Linked DNA regions of Mus musculus: all the other regions are linked to region 1. Evidence: chromatin contacts called from public HiChIP or PLAC-seq data. All regions are on one chromosome and are shown on one strand. The core of a region is the stretch at or near the end of the contact, and the rest is flanking DNA. Distances in the headings are between cores, read along the strand shown. Region 1 overlaps Niban2 (niban apoptosis regulator 2). Region 2 overlaps Ralgps1 (Ral GEF with PH domain and SH3 binding motif 1). Region 3 has its middle 20 kb from the start of Slc25a25. Region 4 overlaps Fam102a (family with sequence similarity 102, member A). Region 5 has its middle 11 kb from the start of Fam102a.

The links. HiChIP or PLAC-seq counts read pairs in DNA pulled down with a chosen protein or histone mark.
Region 2: a FOXA1 HiChIP or PLAC-seq map of pancreatic cancer cells shows a contact between it and region 1. The contact joins two enhancer-like sites. A contact is called at or near these places in 1 of 15 datasets of contacts at CTCF or cohesin (large pre-B cells) and 1 of 115 datasets of contacts at active chromatin or transcription factors (pancreatic cancer cells).
Region 3: a FOXA1 HiChIP or PLAC-seq map of pancreatic cancer cells shows a contact between it and region 1. The contact joins two enhancer-like sites. A contact is called at or near these places in 1 of 115 datasets of contacts at active chromatin or transcription factors (pancreatic cancer cells) and 1 of 9 other capture datasets (adipose tissue).
Region 4: an HNF4G HiChIP or PLAC-seq map of pancreatic cancer cells shows a contact between it and region 1. The contact joins two enhancer-like sites. A contact is called at or near these places in 1 of 115 datasets of contacts at active chromatin or transcription factors (pancreatic cancer cells) and 1 of 9 other capture datasets (pancreatic islet).
Region 5: a contact with region 1 is called in an HNF4G HiChIP or PLAC-seq map of pancreatic cancer cells. The contact joins two enhancer-like sites. A contact is called at or near these places in 1 of 115 datasets of contacts at active chromatin or transcription factors (pancreatic cancer cells) and 1 of 9 other capture datasets (pancreatic islet).

What each region holds. Positions count from the first base shown.
Region 1 is chr2:32,916,385-32,919,084 of GRCm38.p6, reverse strand. It overlaps Niban2 (niban apoptosis regulator 2), which reads right to left. Exons shown (of 14, transcript NM_146119.2): 6 at 1-92. Among named protein-coding and RNA genes, the nearest start is that of Gm13523, 35 kb to the right of the region's middle. Within about 2 kb of position 1,429, at least 164 of the 459 cell types and tissues checked have an H3K27ac peak or open chromatin away from gene starts, as enhancers often do. A contact at or near this core is called in pancreatic cancer cells, where this site is marked.
Region 2 is chr2:33,315,398-33,318,097 of GRCm38.p6, reverse strand. All of the region lies in intron 4 of Ralgps1 (Ral GEF with PH domain and SH3 binding motif 1), which reads left to right. Among named protein-coding and RNA genes, the nearest start is that of Ralgps1, 55 kb to the left of the region's middle. Within about 2 kb of position 1,342, at least 163 of the 459 cell types and tissues checked have an H3K27ac peak or open chromatin away from gene starts, as enhancers often do. A contact at or near this core is called in pancreatic cancer cells, where this site is marked.
Region 3 is chr2:32,470,373-32,473,072 of GRCm38.p6, reverse strand. No RefSeq gene overlaps it. Among named protein-coding and RNA genes, the nearest start is that of Slc25a25, 20 kb to the right of the region's middle. Within about 2 kb of position 1,307, at least 50 of the 459 cell types and tissues checked have an H3K27ac peak or open chromatin away from gene starts, as enhancers often do. A contact at or near this core is called in pancreatic cancer cells, where this site is marked.
Region 4 is chr2:32,547,148-32,549,847 of GRCm38.p6, reverse strand. The region is part of intron 1 of Fam102a (family with sequence similarity 102, member A); the gene reads right to left. Among named protein-coding and RNA genes, the nearest start is that of Fam102a, 13 kb to the right of the region's middle. Within about 2 kb of position 1,352, at least 103 of the 459 cell types and tissues checked have an H3K27ac peak or open chromatin away from gene starts, as enhancers often do. A contact at or near this core is called in pancreatic cancer cells, where this site is marked.
Region 5 is chr2:32,523,376-32,526,075 of GRCm38.p6, reverse strand. No RefSeq gene overlaps it. Among named protein-coding and RNA genes, the nearest start is that of Fam102a, 11 kb to the left of the region's middle. Within about 2 kb of position 1,450, at least 32 of the 459 cell types and tissues checked have an H3K27ac peak or open chromatin away from gene starts, as enhancers often do. A contact at or near this core is called in pancreatic cancer cells, where this site is marked.

The DNA of each region.
Region 1 (2,700 bases), core at 180-2,679:
TTCCCAGGTGCCGTACTGCTCCTTTGACTGGCGGTACATGCGGATGGCGTCTGTGAATGCAGGGCCCTCCACCTTTGAGTTCTCCGGGATCCCTGCCCAGGACAGAAGGAGAGAAAGGGGTCAGCAATGGACCTTCCAGTCGTCCGCCAAGACTACCCAGCCAGGGCATGCACAGCAGGAGAAGGCCGTGGTTCACCCTGTAGCACCATGGCAACCCCTGCTACCCATCCCTCTCCGAATCTCCTTCGTCCTCCAAGATACCACCACCCTGACCCAGCACAGCCATTAACCCACCCCACAGAAAAACAGCTGAGAGTAATGAACAGCCAAACGAGGTGAGAAAAGCCATCCAGCCCTAAAGACTGCACGGCATAGCTCTAGGACACCTGAGACTCACATTCTAGCCCTGCTCCCCACATGTGGCTGCATTCGTGTCCTGTGACCCTCCCGTGGTGTGACAGACGGTAAATATTTCCAGCTGCACAAGCCAGACGGCCTCTGTCCCAACGCTAGACCTAACATCCAGGTTGCAAACAACAGAGCTTTTCTTTGTCAATACACCTTGCTGCAAAAGTAGGCCGGGGGCTGAACCTGACCCGTGCACTGCTTTCTGGACCTTGAACCCCAAAAGAGCCTCAATTTGCTCTTATGGGAACAATGACCCTATCCTGCCCCCCCCCAACATGCTCTAGGGACCTCTGAGCTGCAATGTGCAGACAGTGAGCTACAGGAAGTCCAGAAGGATAGCACCAGGGCCTCTTGAATAACACTTTGTGTGGTTTTGGTTTTTTTGAGGTCCTGGAGATGGGACCCAGGGCCCTGAGTATGTCAGGCAAACACTTGACCACTGAGCTGCAGGCCCAGCTCCTCAAGTGCACTTTCTATCAGAAGCTGAGGAGCTATTTCTCTTTAGAAATGGGCCCCAGGTCTGGCTTGTCTATGTACCTTATTTGTACAGACGCTAAAACTTTACTGACTGAAGGGCTGGGGCTGCAGCCCAGTGGCAGGGTGTGTCTAATCTGCATAAGGTCCTGAGTTCAGTTCCTGGGTGGGAAAGAAGGATGGAAGAGAAAATTGGGAGCGTGACCATTGCTAACGAGTAGGAAAACATGCTTTTTCTACGTTGCTGTTGCTACTGGTGGTGATGGTGGCCTGTGTCACAGGGCAGGAGAGTAAATAAACAAGTTGTTTACCTAGCTAGGAAAACAAGAGGAAACAAGAGGCGGGAAGTGGCCACATTCAAGTAGGGAGAGAGGATGGTTAACACGCTAGCCCTAGCCACGTGCCTCTGACCACGGTGTCCCCGGAACCCAAGAAGGAGAAACTGCAGTTCATGCGTCACAAGCCACAGCGCCCACTGCAGTGACAACAGGCTGAGTCACCCTACAGAAAAGAGCCCCTCCCTTCCCCACAGCCAGCCGCCCACAGGAATCACTGTCTGTCAGAGCCAGAGGACATTCTACCACGGGACCCAGAGACTCAGAGCCAACAGCACCCATCCCTGCATTGGAGGACCCACAGGGCGAGGCTCGGGGCAGAGCAGAGGTGTATCAGCAGAAGTAGTACCCAAGTCAGGGCAGCCAATGTGGGCCTGAGAGGAAGCCCCAGCCAGGCTCTCAGAAGGACACGCTCTCCTGGAGTCTGAGTTCTGTCTGGGAGATCTGGCAATATATAAATTACCAAGGCTAGAAATTTCCATCCTGCGTGTAGCAAGGAAGATGCAACGAAGCAAGCGAGCGTGCAGGTCAAGGGTGCCCCAGCAAGGGAGGGTGGCTTGGTGGGTGGCACAATGGGCGGGGCAGCAGCAGGGATGCTCCCAACTAAGGACCTTCCCCATTCTGCACAACCAGCTACTTGTGAGCCTGCTGTGTTCACGGGCAACGCACCCCAGAACAGGGCTGAATTTAGAACAACTCATCTTTCCTAAGAGCGAAGCTCAACAGAGAGGTCAGGCTGAGCCACATCTAGTTAAACCGATATCTTCATGAAAAAGGAAATTTTGATTTTATTTTTGGTTTTTCAAGACAGGGTTTCTCTGTGTAGCCTTGGCTGTCCTGGAACTCCCTCTGTAGACCAGGCTGGTCTCAAACTCACAGAGATCCACCTGTTTCTGCCTCTGCCTCCGGAGAGCTGGGATTAAAAGCATACTTATCCACTGCCCAGCTTCAAATTTATTTGTTTTAGTGTGCATATGTGTGTGTATATGTATGTATGTATGTATGTATGTATGTAAATATATGTGTGTGTATATGTGTATGTGTGTGCGTATATGTGTGTGCGTATATGTATGTATCTGTATGTATATGTGTCTATGTGTATGTATGTATGTGTATATATGTGTCTGTGTATGCATGTGTATGTATGTGTGTATGTATATGTGTGTATGTATGTATGTATGTGTGTGTATGTATGTGTGTGAATACATGTGTATGCTTTCACTCATCCATGTATGTCCATGTTGAGGCCAAAGGTCAATGTGAAGTGTCTTCTACCATTCTCCATCTCATTTATTTTTAAATTTAATTTAATTTTATGTGTATGAGCATTTTGCCTGCATGCATGTCTAGGTACTAGACATAGGAAACTGGATATGAGCCACATGTGGGTGCTGGGAATCGAACCCAGGCCCTCTGGAAGGCAGCCAGTGCTCATAACCACAGAGCTGTCTCAGCCCCTCCACCTTATGTTTTTAGACAGAGG
Region 2 (2,700 bases), core at 93-2,592, 400 kb before region 1:
TGTCTGAGCGCTAGCTGCACAAGTTGGTTATCACAGAAAGTGTGTTCAGGCTCTACAAGATCAGGGCTACAGCTTCAGGGACAAGGACTGATAGTGAGGACCACAGTAAAGGAATGGCAAGAAAAGAGCCTCGAAGCCTAGGTCTAGAGACTCAGTAGCACACACAGAGCCAAACACAGGGCCTCTGGGTATCTTCAGGGAGCAAGAGCCTATGAAAGGGGCTGGACTGGGCAGGTAGATTCTCTGGCTCTGAGTTGGGCATTGTTAGGCATGTTAGGGCAGGGAGCCTTAGGTGGACTCAGCTCCAGAGTTTGAGCTTAGCGCTGAAGGATATTTATTTATTTATTTATTTATTTATTTATTTATTTTTGAGGCAGGGTTTCTCTGTATAGCCCTGGCTGTCCTGAAACTCACTCTGTAGACCAGGCTGGCCTCGAACTCAGAAATCCGCCTGCCTCTGCCTCCCTTGTGCTGGGATTAAAGGTGTGCGCCACCACGCCCGATAAGGATTTTTAAAAGGAGAAAGCTTCCCCCACCCTGCCCCTTTTAGCTGTCTACTCCGAGGTAGACCTCTCTGGAGTGGTGAGGGTGGTCAGAGGATTCTGCAGGACTATAGATCTGGAGAGTGGTGGTGAGAATGGCAAGTCTGGTGAGGGCTGCTTCCAGCTGCTGTGAGTGCAGGGCAAGCAGAGAAGAGGACCAGGGCCTGAGGTAGTGGAACGGATCCTAGAGTAGGATGATCCTAGCACAGCTCGGGACTTTGCCTGTGGGGGGGTGAGGTTAAAAGGATCAGAGGTCCAGGCAGCATGGAGACTGAGAAGGTAGACGTGGGGATGGAGGAGCACTGCGTGTGGGTGATGGCTGTGCTGTGGGGCAGGGGCTGAGGTGGGGTTGAAGACAAAGGCCCTTAGATGAGGGTCTGAGGGCAAGAAGGGGAAAGTGAAGTTGTACCAAAAGGCAAGAGAGCAGGCAGCACTGTGGACGAACCCACAACCAGGGGAAAAAAGTGAGTTTGGCCTGTAACCTAGGAAGGTGAGACCCAGAGTGGACAGCCACCTTCCCTGGGTGCCAGGCATTAGGTCTGAAGAGATGCTCAGCATCTTCCTGCCTCACTGTCTGCAGCCTTAGAGAGGACTGCCTCTGGACAGGGAAGAGGTGGGGCATTGAGAACAAATGTTTGAGGCAGAGGGCCATTGTGTAAGGAATTATTTCAGCCTCCCTTCATGTGGAGCTGGAGACTTGACTGCCATCTGTGGGACACTTGCTGCTATGTACATAGGCTGGACTGCAGGAGCCCAGGGCTCAGTGCAGGCCCACAGTTCCCCAGCAGGGGTGCACTGGGGCTCGGGGAGACACTGCTGTATGGGTCGGGAGCTGACCCTCTGGCCTATTGTCTGGCTGTGCTGCCTCCTCTGAAGACATGGACATTCCAGAGAGCCGAGATCAATGTTGGATGGGGGACAAACCCTGCGTGTCCTCGATTCCCTTTGGCTCTGGGAGAGGGGGGAGAGCTGCCAGCAGGCAGTCGCCTGTGGTGAGGAGCGAGGTTTCACTGACATCATTGAAAGCCCTCTCTTGGGTCAAGTTCTGGGCAGTGTGCACAGAAAAAAGCAAAGCCGCGGTCACTTCTTTCATGGATGGCAAAGCCCTCGGCAGCCCTGGCTCCTATTTTTCCTTTGGAGCCAGAGACCTGTTTCTCTGACCATCTTCCTGACTTGCCTAGAGCCTTCCCTCCTCTTTTCTACTCAGGAGGCAGTCCATACTCCTTCAGCATCCCATGGGGTCTGTAATAGCTAGCCTACCTTGCTAGTTCTCCTTCATGTCCCCTCCCATTTTACTTCCTGCAGGCTGCCCCCTCCACCTGGAGTGTCCAGATGCCTCAGAAGATGGGGTGCAGTTGTGCAGCTAGAGCTTCAGGGTTCTGTGACTTCCTTTAACCCACTCCTGTAGACACCTTTGCCTCTAGTAGTCATTTGACTAGTCTGCTGGTTAAAGCCTCCTTCCTAGATTATAACCGCAGGACTCTTCCCCCATCTCCTGGGACCTACTGCGGTGCCCAGTGTTGTTTGCTGACTGTATTTAGGGGGAGACTGTTGTGATGAGTCCCTTCCTACCTGCTGTCTGTGCAGTGCTGCTTCCCTCTGTTCAAACTAAAGAATGAGGTATCAGCACCATGCACTTGTCATCCAGTGAGAAGAGGGGGGCTCCTAGCACAGGGCTCATCAGAGTGGATGCCAGCAAGCGCTGAAGGCCTCCCTCTGCTGCTGCTGCTCTTCATTTACAGCTGTCATTTGTTCTTTGGTCTCTAGTTTTTTTCCTGTCTAGTGACTCTTGTCACACTGAAAACACAGTAGAAAAGGGTCCTCTTCAGCTGAGGCATGGTGGACACAGGAGTCAGGTCTGGCTGTAGACCTGGCCAGCAGCACATCAGAATTAATGCACTTTGGAACTTTGAGACTCATTTTTTCTCTTTTCTTGAGCATGGATATGACATGAGTACTGGTGAGAAACCAAATTTCCTTTTAAGTGAATTAATAACCTGACACTAAACAGAGGCCTTGCTCACAACACAGAACAGAGCCTCACAGAGCAGCTGTTTTCACCCACAGGCTGTCTGGGCTCTGGCTTTAGGAGCAACAGCTTGATCTCAGGCAGGGTAATGGGGGAGGGAGTGGCAAGCCCTGCTGGTGAGATCTGTGA
Region 3 (2,700 bases), core at 58-2,557, 450 kb after region 1:
TGGATGTGCCAACCTGAACACCTAGAGTTGGACCCCAGCATTCACAGTCAAAGCCAGGCATTGAGGCTTTGAGATGGCTCAGGGGGTAAAAGTGTTTGGAATAAAAGCCTGAGACCTGAGTTCAATCCCTGGAACCCACAAAAAGCCAGGTGTACTGGCTACAATCTGTAATGTCCAATGAGATGGGAGGCAGAGACAGGGGAATGGCTGGGAGCTCTTGGGACAGCTAGCCAGGAGTTTGTTCAACAGCAGAATTAGGAGAAGGGGCCAAAGAGATGGGCCAGTGGCTAAGAGCTTTAGCGGCTCTTACAGAGGAGCAGAGTATCGTTCCTATATGGAGACTCACAACTACATTTAACTCAAGTTCCAGAGGCTCCAACTCCCTGTTCTGGCCTCTGTGGGAACTGCACACATGTGAGTCTCTTTCAAGCATGCAAAGCAAAAAAGGAAGGAAGGAAAGAAAAAACAAGAGAGACCTTACCTTAAGAGGTTAAAAGGAGGGAATCAAAAGTTGCCCTTAAGCCGGGAGTGGTGGCGCATGCCTTTAATCCCAGCACTCGGGAGGCAGAGGCAGGCGGATTTCTGAGTTCGAGGTCAGAGCTATACAGAGAAACCCTGTCTCAAAAAAAAAAAAAAAAGTTGCCCTTAGACCTCTACACACACTCTGGGGCATGTACATAAACACACGTAATAATAACGAATACAATTAAATTGCTATAAAAAAAAAATCTGGGAATGGGTGCACAGGCCTGTAAACCTGGGTGAGAGGGTGTCAGGCAGAGACATAGGAGGAAATGGGTAGAAAGTAACAGAGGAAGACAGAAGTTTTCCTTTGGCCTGCATGTACCTGCCCATACATGCATGCACACATGCCTATAACACACACCACACACACAGACACACACACAGCCAGAAGATATCAAGAACACATTTCAAACCAGGATCTTGTTACCTGCCTGGAGGCCCTCCGTAACTGCAGCCTAGACGGAGTCTCCTGTGGCACACAGTCTTCCTTAGTACTTGATTCCTCACGAGGAGGCGGGTGTCACTGTTGCTTTTCCACCGTGACTCAATGAGGACAGAGCAGAGACTAGCCTAGGTCCCCAAGGTGAGTCAGTCTAACCTGGGCCAGAGCCAGCCCAGCCAGGACAGCCACTCCACTGAGGAGGGAAATCAAGATCAAGAGGAAAGGGGATCTGGCACTACCGCCCCCTGCAGGCCGGCCACTACCTCCAAATGTCTTCTTCTGGCCCTGCCTAGGGAGTTAGTCACTGACCCCATTGAGTTTGGAACCTGAAAGCTGACCTCTGTGGGTTGAGCCAGCCCAGCCCAGTAAAGCTGACCTCCGTGGGTAGAGCCAGCCCAGTGCTGCTTGTTCAACTTGTGGGAGTTTTGGGAAGTGTTTGGCAATCAGTATGTTTAAAGTGGAGGATTTTACATTCAAGCTTGGTATCCAGGCTTCTTCCATTCAATAGGATCTATTGAATCGGACAGTCTGGCAAGGGCTTATGTCTGACCTTGAGAAGCCAGTTTCCAGCCTCCACCTGCCGAGGCAGGCAAGGAAGTCCTTATCAGAGCCTCTGCTGCTGTTATCTGAGTAGCCTTGGACTGCAGACAAATGAAATTCCCAGATGGAGCTATCGAACCCTGGAGAACTATGCTTCCTAGCCTGGTCTCTGCACTGTTCTCATCTCTGCCCATTTATTACCCTCCTGGCCAGGATCTAGGCTCTAGGGCATTATCTCCTCCATAGATCTTAGGGAAACCTGTCTGAGCCCTTGGGCAGGTGTTAACCTGACAGCACCTGTGCCCCAGCGGGTGGATTGCCCAAGGTCCCTGCACTCAGGTGTGTCTGGGACTCACGGGGTGAGGCTCTTGATGCTTCTGTCACAGGTCCAGGGTCCAGGCTGCAGGTATGGAAGGGTGATTCATGCTCAGGCTGTCTGCTCTCACGGGAGGTTGACTCACAGAGGGAGGCCACAGCAGACACACCTGGGTTGGACTCCTGGCTCTGTTACTTATAACTACACACCATTGGTGAGTGAGTCTTGGCTTTGGCATTGGTGAGGAGTCCAAATCATCTTATGATGGTGTTGTTGGCTCTCAATTTAGTCAACACTACAGTAAGAGGTGTATCAAATGGTTCAGGTCTGTGGCGTGCACTGAACAGTGATTATGACTAAGACGCATGTTGTCACAGGAGGAGTTTTTTGTGTTACAATGCTGGCTGCCAAATTTGATGACCTAACTTTGATCCCAGAACTCACATGCTGGAAGGAGAGAACCAACTCCCACAAGTTGTCCTCTGCCTCTACAGCATGCCACACCAAATATGCAGCCATACACATACACACATAAATACATACATACATACATACATACATACATACCCAAAGCAAAAAAACATATAGAAAACCCCTCAACACAGAGTTTTATCTAGCCTCCAGTGGTCATGGTGCTGGGTTCCTACAGCAGAGCAGACTTGTAAAGTGATTACATGCATGTACATGCGAATACAGTGCAATAAACATGGGAGGGAGGTGTGACCCAGAAAGGCTCTTTGGAGGATGTATGTCCATGGTGGGCTCGAGGACAGCTAGGAGTCAGGAAATCAGGGGGAGAAAAGAAACAGTGAAGGCCTATGTGTGCCCTTAATCCCATAATCCCAGCACTCAGGAGGCAGAGGCAGATGGATCTCTT
Region 4 (2,700 bases), core at 103-2,602, 370 kb after region 1:
GCAGTTCCCTACAGTTCTGGCACATCCCTCCTCTGTGGTGAGGCAGCAAGAAGTTCCTAGAAGCCAAGCCACTTGGTGCCCAACACTGGAGAGTTTTGAGGCGCTCCTTCGGCCCCATGCTGCCTTCTTTGCTCCTCTGTTATCAAGAACCCTAAAAATGGCTCAGGGGTAGACAGAAAAGCTGGGAGTACAAGCTGACGTTGGCAAGTGACGCCATCAAGCACAATGTGAGCAAATGCAGCTTTAGGAAGTGCACCACGGAGAAGGGGTGAGATGATCGACGGGCACTCAAGCTGGCTGGCTTAGGAGCATCAGGTTAAGACCCACCTGGGTTTGAATCCTGGTGCCCTTCAGTCATGTAATCTGGAGACTGACCTTCAAGAAACCCAAGACAGGTAGGTGTTGGCATTCTTTGTTTGCAGTCACTGGCACGTAGCTGTCCTTCTGCTTCGTGGCCAGGATATACAGACAGCTCATGTTACTACCCAGGCAGATGCCTGTAAACCGGAGTCTGAAATGTGCCAGGAATCACTAGCTTTTTTCTTTTTTGTTGATGCTACGGTTGAAACCCAGAGCCGTGTGTGTATACTAGGCAAACGCTCTACCACTGGGCCGCACCCTCAGGCCTAGTTCCTGGATCTTGCTCTAAAGTGAAGGGATCTATAGTAAGTTGCTGGCTTTGAACCAAATGCAGGTCCAGCCCCATGTACAAAAGTGTCTCGTGGCTTCTGTCTCCTGGATGTCCTCCTAAGTGCCAAGTGCTCTTCATACACTCGCTTCATACTTATACTTCACAGATCAGGACACTGATTCTCAAGGGAGTCCAGGGACTTAAGGGAGTCCAGGGGTTGAGGGGTAGTCTGTACCCCTAGACATAATTTTGCATTCCCAGCATCCCTGGGAAATCTGCCGACATAGGAGAACCATTCTCAGGTCTCAATGACAGCATGGCTCTCTGTCCTGCCAGAACCCTAGGCCCTGTGATCTCATCCTTTTCCATGAGTATTCCACACAAGGGAAGAGATGGTATCACACCTGCTTCATGCCAAGGGAGAGATGGTCACAGAATCCATAGCCCATCACTCCCATGTCACAGGCTAGGAACACAAGGCACAAGAATTTACCTGTCCAAGGTCAGTGATCTGAACCCATGCCCAACACTACATTTTTCCATGTTAGGGCTGGAAAACAGAGGCCCTAGGAATTCAAAGGAAGAAGGCACAACAGATGTTACACTGGGATGTGGTACCAATGTCAATTCCTAAGACCTAGACTATTATAATGCTGAGGTGTTGAGTCGGATCTGCTCAGGGGACTTCCCCTTCCTAAACCCAGCAGACTCACTTGAGTGGCACGGGGAGGCAAAGATGGGTCCAAGCAAGCCTCTGCCACCCATGAACTCTAGCGCCCTTTGGGTCTCAGTCACTTTCTTTCTCATGGAATTGCTAGTGCCCAAACTAAACACGATAGGCACCTCTGTGGAACTGTGGACATGGCCTAGCCATGCACTAGTACCTGCAGAGAGGGGCCTCAGAGGCAGGTGGTCCTGGAAGCCTGCAAAAAGTACTGACCCAGCCCTCTTCCTTGCTCTGGACCTTGGATCTGGCCATTTCCCCAGTCCTGAAACTCAGCTGTCATGTTCAGAGGTGTGGCAGGTGGCCAGGAATGTGTGACCAGTGACTCAAGCCCGGGTGGTATTTGATTCACCCAAAGAGGAAGGAGTGAGAGGAAGGAGAGATTCCTGTCCCTGGGGCCTGGTTCCTGAAATTACTTAGACTCCAGTCAAGGGGATACCTTCACCCAGGCCCATCCTAAGGGCGCTCCCTAACTGTGCGGGCAGGACTGGGTCTATAGGTGTAGTTGGAACCAAGCAAGGCCCTTGTCTCCCAGAGCCAAGTAGAGGCAGGGCGTCTGTACACTAACAGTTGGTCTCCTATCTTCAAATATGGTGCTGAAGATCTAACAACTGAATGAGAGATCTCTGTAGTCTATTTCCCTAAAGTCAAGCCTTCTCACAGGGGCACCACTTCCCAGTAGGGGATTCCCAGATGTGCCTGCAGCTTGTTCTCTACAGTTTGTAGAGTCAGGGACCATCATCACTACTGTACCTGCTAACCCGGTGTTCCTGCTGCACATCGGATTCCCCATGGCCCTTTGAACTTAAGGCGACAAGATAATCAGGAGTTGTTTAGCCAGAGTCACCTCTCTTCACAGCCTGGCACTGACTCAGACCTGTTTGTCCAGCTGTGCTCAGCAGCTACCGAAGATTCCGATCACAGGACAGAAGGCCCAGGGTCAGACACCACCATGAGGCCCTGACTCACAGGGCTCCACCTCCTCCATAGACACCTGAGACTGCAGACTCAAGACCACTCCTGGGCCAATCATTGCCACTGCCACTAACTTCAAGCAAGCCACTGAGCACTTACTAGGAGTCAGGCTGAGTGGCCCTGTCCAGACACAGGCCCCACACAAGGATAATCCCATCCTCCTTGAACCACACAGGCTTTCAACTCCACTCAAATGCTATTGTGTATCTTGCCTTGGGCCTTTTTTGTTCAACAGTGTCATGGGATGGGCCTGCGATAATGGCTGCTACAGAGAATGCCCTCTGCAACCCAAAGCCCCAAACAGTCCACCCTACTGCTGCCCAAACAGAAAGGCTGCCTGGCCTACATCCAATATGGGCAGGATCAGCTT
Region 5 (2,700 bases), core at 201-2,700, 390 kb after region 1:
CATGTGCCACCGTGCCCAGCTTTACCTGCTGCTGGGGATGGAGCCCAGGGCTTCATGCACGCTGGGCAAGCTCTCTGCTGCGGACCTTGACCTCGGTGCTGCGTCCCTTAGTCATGAGCATTGACATTCAAAGAGTTCTAAGGCCTCAGCACATCCACCATCTGGACCAGTACTGACCACAGAACCCCATGAGGTGTTGGAAAGGCTTCTGCATCCAACAATGCGGTAACCGTCAGACATCTGTGGCTGTGAGCTCTAGCAGGGCTGAGGAGTTCAGGCCCCCTCCCTTGCTTTTTTTCCTTTGTTTCTCTGAGTATTTTGGGACAGTTTCACTCTACAGCCGAGGCTGACCTCCAGCTTCCAACCAACCCTCCTGTTTCCACCCTCCAAGAACTAGGTTTTCAATTCATTTAGTTCAACTTTTAAAATATAACTAGTCCCAAGCTGCTGGTGGCCACAATATTGACCAGGGCAGGTGTAGAGGCCCACGCCTCTGAAGGAGCTACAGCATAGAGTAATACTATCAGGTAGGGGCACAGAAGACGCTGTGTGACTTGGGTCAGCTCCCTCCAACTCCCTCAGCCTCCGTTCCCTTATCTGTTTGGTAGCATTCATAGCAGTTCTGATTTGTGAGTATGCATAAAAGCATAGGTCTGATATGGCAAAAATTAAGCTTGCTGGAGAGTGAGTAGTCAAGGTGGGCTTCTCGGAGGAAGTAGCAGAAAGCCAGCCAGGGGAGGTGACATTGATGGAAAGAAGACAGCTAGCTGATAACAGGTGGAGGGGAAAGTGTAAGAGTCCAGAGCCTTCTAGAAGAATGGGCAAGGCTAGCAGGGAACACAGGCCTGATGCTGCATTTTGATCTATATAGTGGAGAGCCATGGAAGGTATCATTGGAAAGATGGTAAGTCCAAACCAGACCCACGTGGCCTTTGTCTTCCCATGGGAATCAGAAATTGACCCCTATTCACCTTCCCTCTCTCTACCTGCTGCCGGGTCTCGGAACACCTCCTGAGTACACAGGTGTCTGGAGCTGCCTTCTTTCAGTCTAAGATGTGCCCTGGGTTCAGATACCAGCCCGGCCACTCCTTGGCCCTACGGCTTCAAGGAAATCATTAACCCGTTTCACCTTCACTGTCCTCAATGGAGAAGGAAGATAAGGACACCTTCTTTACACAGTTACATAAGGTACCAGAGAAAAGGGCATAACACAGAGGCAGACGCCCAGGAAGTGGAGTGGAGACACCCAGAGACGGGGAGGGATGGGCTGGCTGAGATCTCTCTTGGCCAGCCTATCCAAAGGCGAGGCTACCTCCAAAGAGGCCTGCTTATTATTCTAGAGTGGGTCTTCTGGATCTTTCTAAACTCCCGCCCAGAGGCCATATGCAGGCTGCGGGCGTGGATCTTACATAACCTGGCAGGACCTTTCACCCACTGATGTGGGCTGTGTGTACCATGGAGAAGTGCTCCTGGGTCACCGCCCTGTCCTGAGATACCTGCGCGTACACACACAGCCTGCAGCCTGCGCTGAGCTCTGCATATTTACTAAGTTCTTAGTCATACTCCTCAGACCGCAACGGTTTTAAAATATCTATCGGCAGCTTGGTGGTGGCATATAGTGGTGAAGTACTGGGAAGACGGTGGAGGACAGACAGGACCCAGGAGCCATGGGGTTGAGCAGCCACTTAGGATATTGCTGGCAAACTCTTGGCCTCTCAACTCCGGGACCTGGAGCCAGGTGTGGCATTCCGGAGCTTCAGTTTTCTCATGTGTGAGATGGATTTTGTGGTCGCACTAGCCCCGTGGATCTGACAGTGTTCAAAGAGCTTATATCATCTAAAATGTAGGATATACTCTCTGCATTATAGAATATATATAAAGGGTTTTTGTGAATTACCTGGCATCAGATCCTGGCTATGAACAGCCTCATTTTGGTGCTGCTTTATTTGAGATGGGATTTTATAGATACTAGCCAGGCTGGCCTAAAACTTGATACAGAGCCAAAGGTGACCCTGAGACTCTGACCCTCCTGCTGCCGCTTTCCATTTGCAGATGTGCGCCACCAGATGTGCACCACCACAGCTGGTTTATGAGGAGCTGAGGATCCAGCCCCAAGATTTGTGCATGCTAAGCAAGCTCTCTACCAACTGAGGTAGAGCCCTAACCCTGCCCTCGCTGCTGTATAATGTGTCCTTTCTACTCCTCTGACCCTCCCCAGGGACAGTAGGGAACTTACCCTGCTGGGCTTTCCCATCAATCCTAACTTCCTGACACCCTGGGATCAGGGCCTGGGATCTGGGCACCCTAAGTTTTTAATGTTCTGCTTAACCTTAGGACCCTGCCGCCTCCCCACATTTCTCCCACTCAGGGAACCATCTAGGATGGATAGGTTGATGCTTGTTCCAGGGTCTGTGCTCTGATTCCACCTCTCAGGTCCAAACTCTGGGCTCCCTCCTCTCTCTAATCATCCAGCCAACCAGGGTCTCTTCAGCCTCAGACCCTGCCTCTGCCACTGAGTGAGCCTCAGCAAGCTCCTTAACCTCTCTCTGCTTCCATTTTGGAGCTCTAAAATACGAATCATCCTAATGGCCATTTTGAAGGTGTCTGTGAGAATTAAATTTAAAAATGGAGGGCTCGCTAGTTAGGAGCACTGAGTACTCTTCCAGAGGAACCAAGTTCGGTTCCCAGCACCCCCATGAA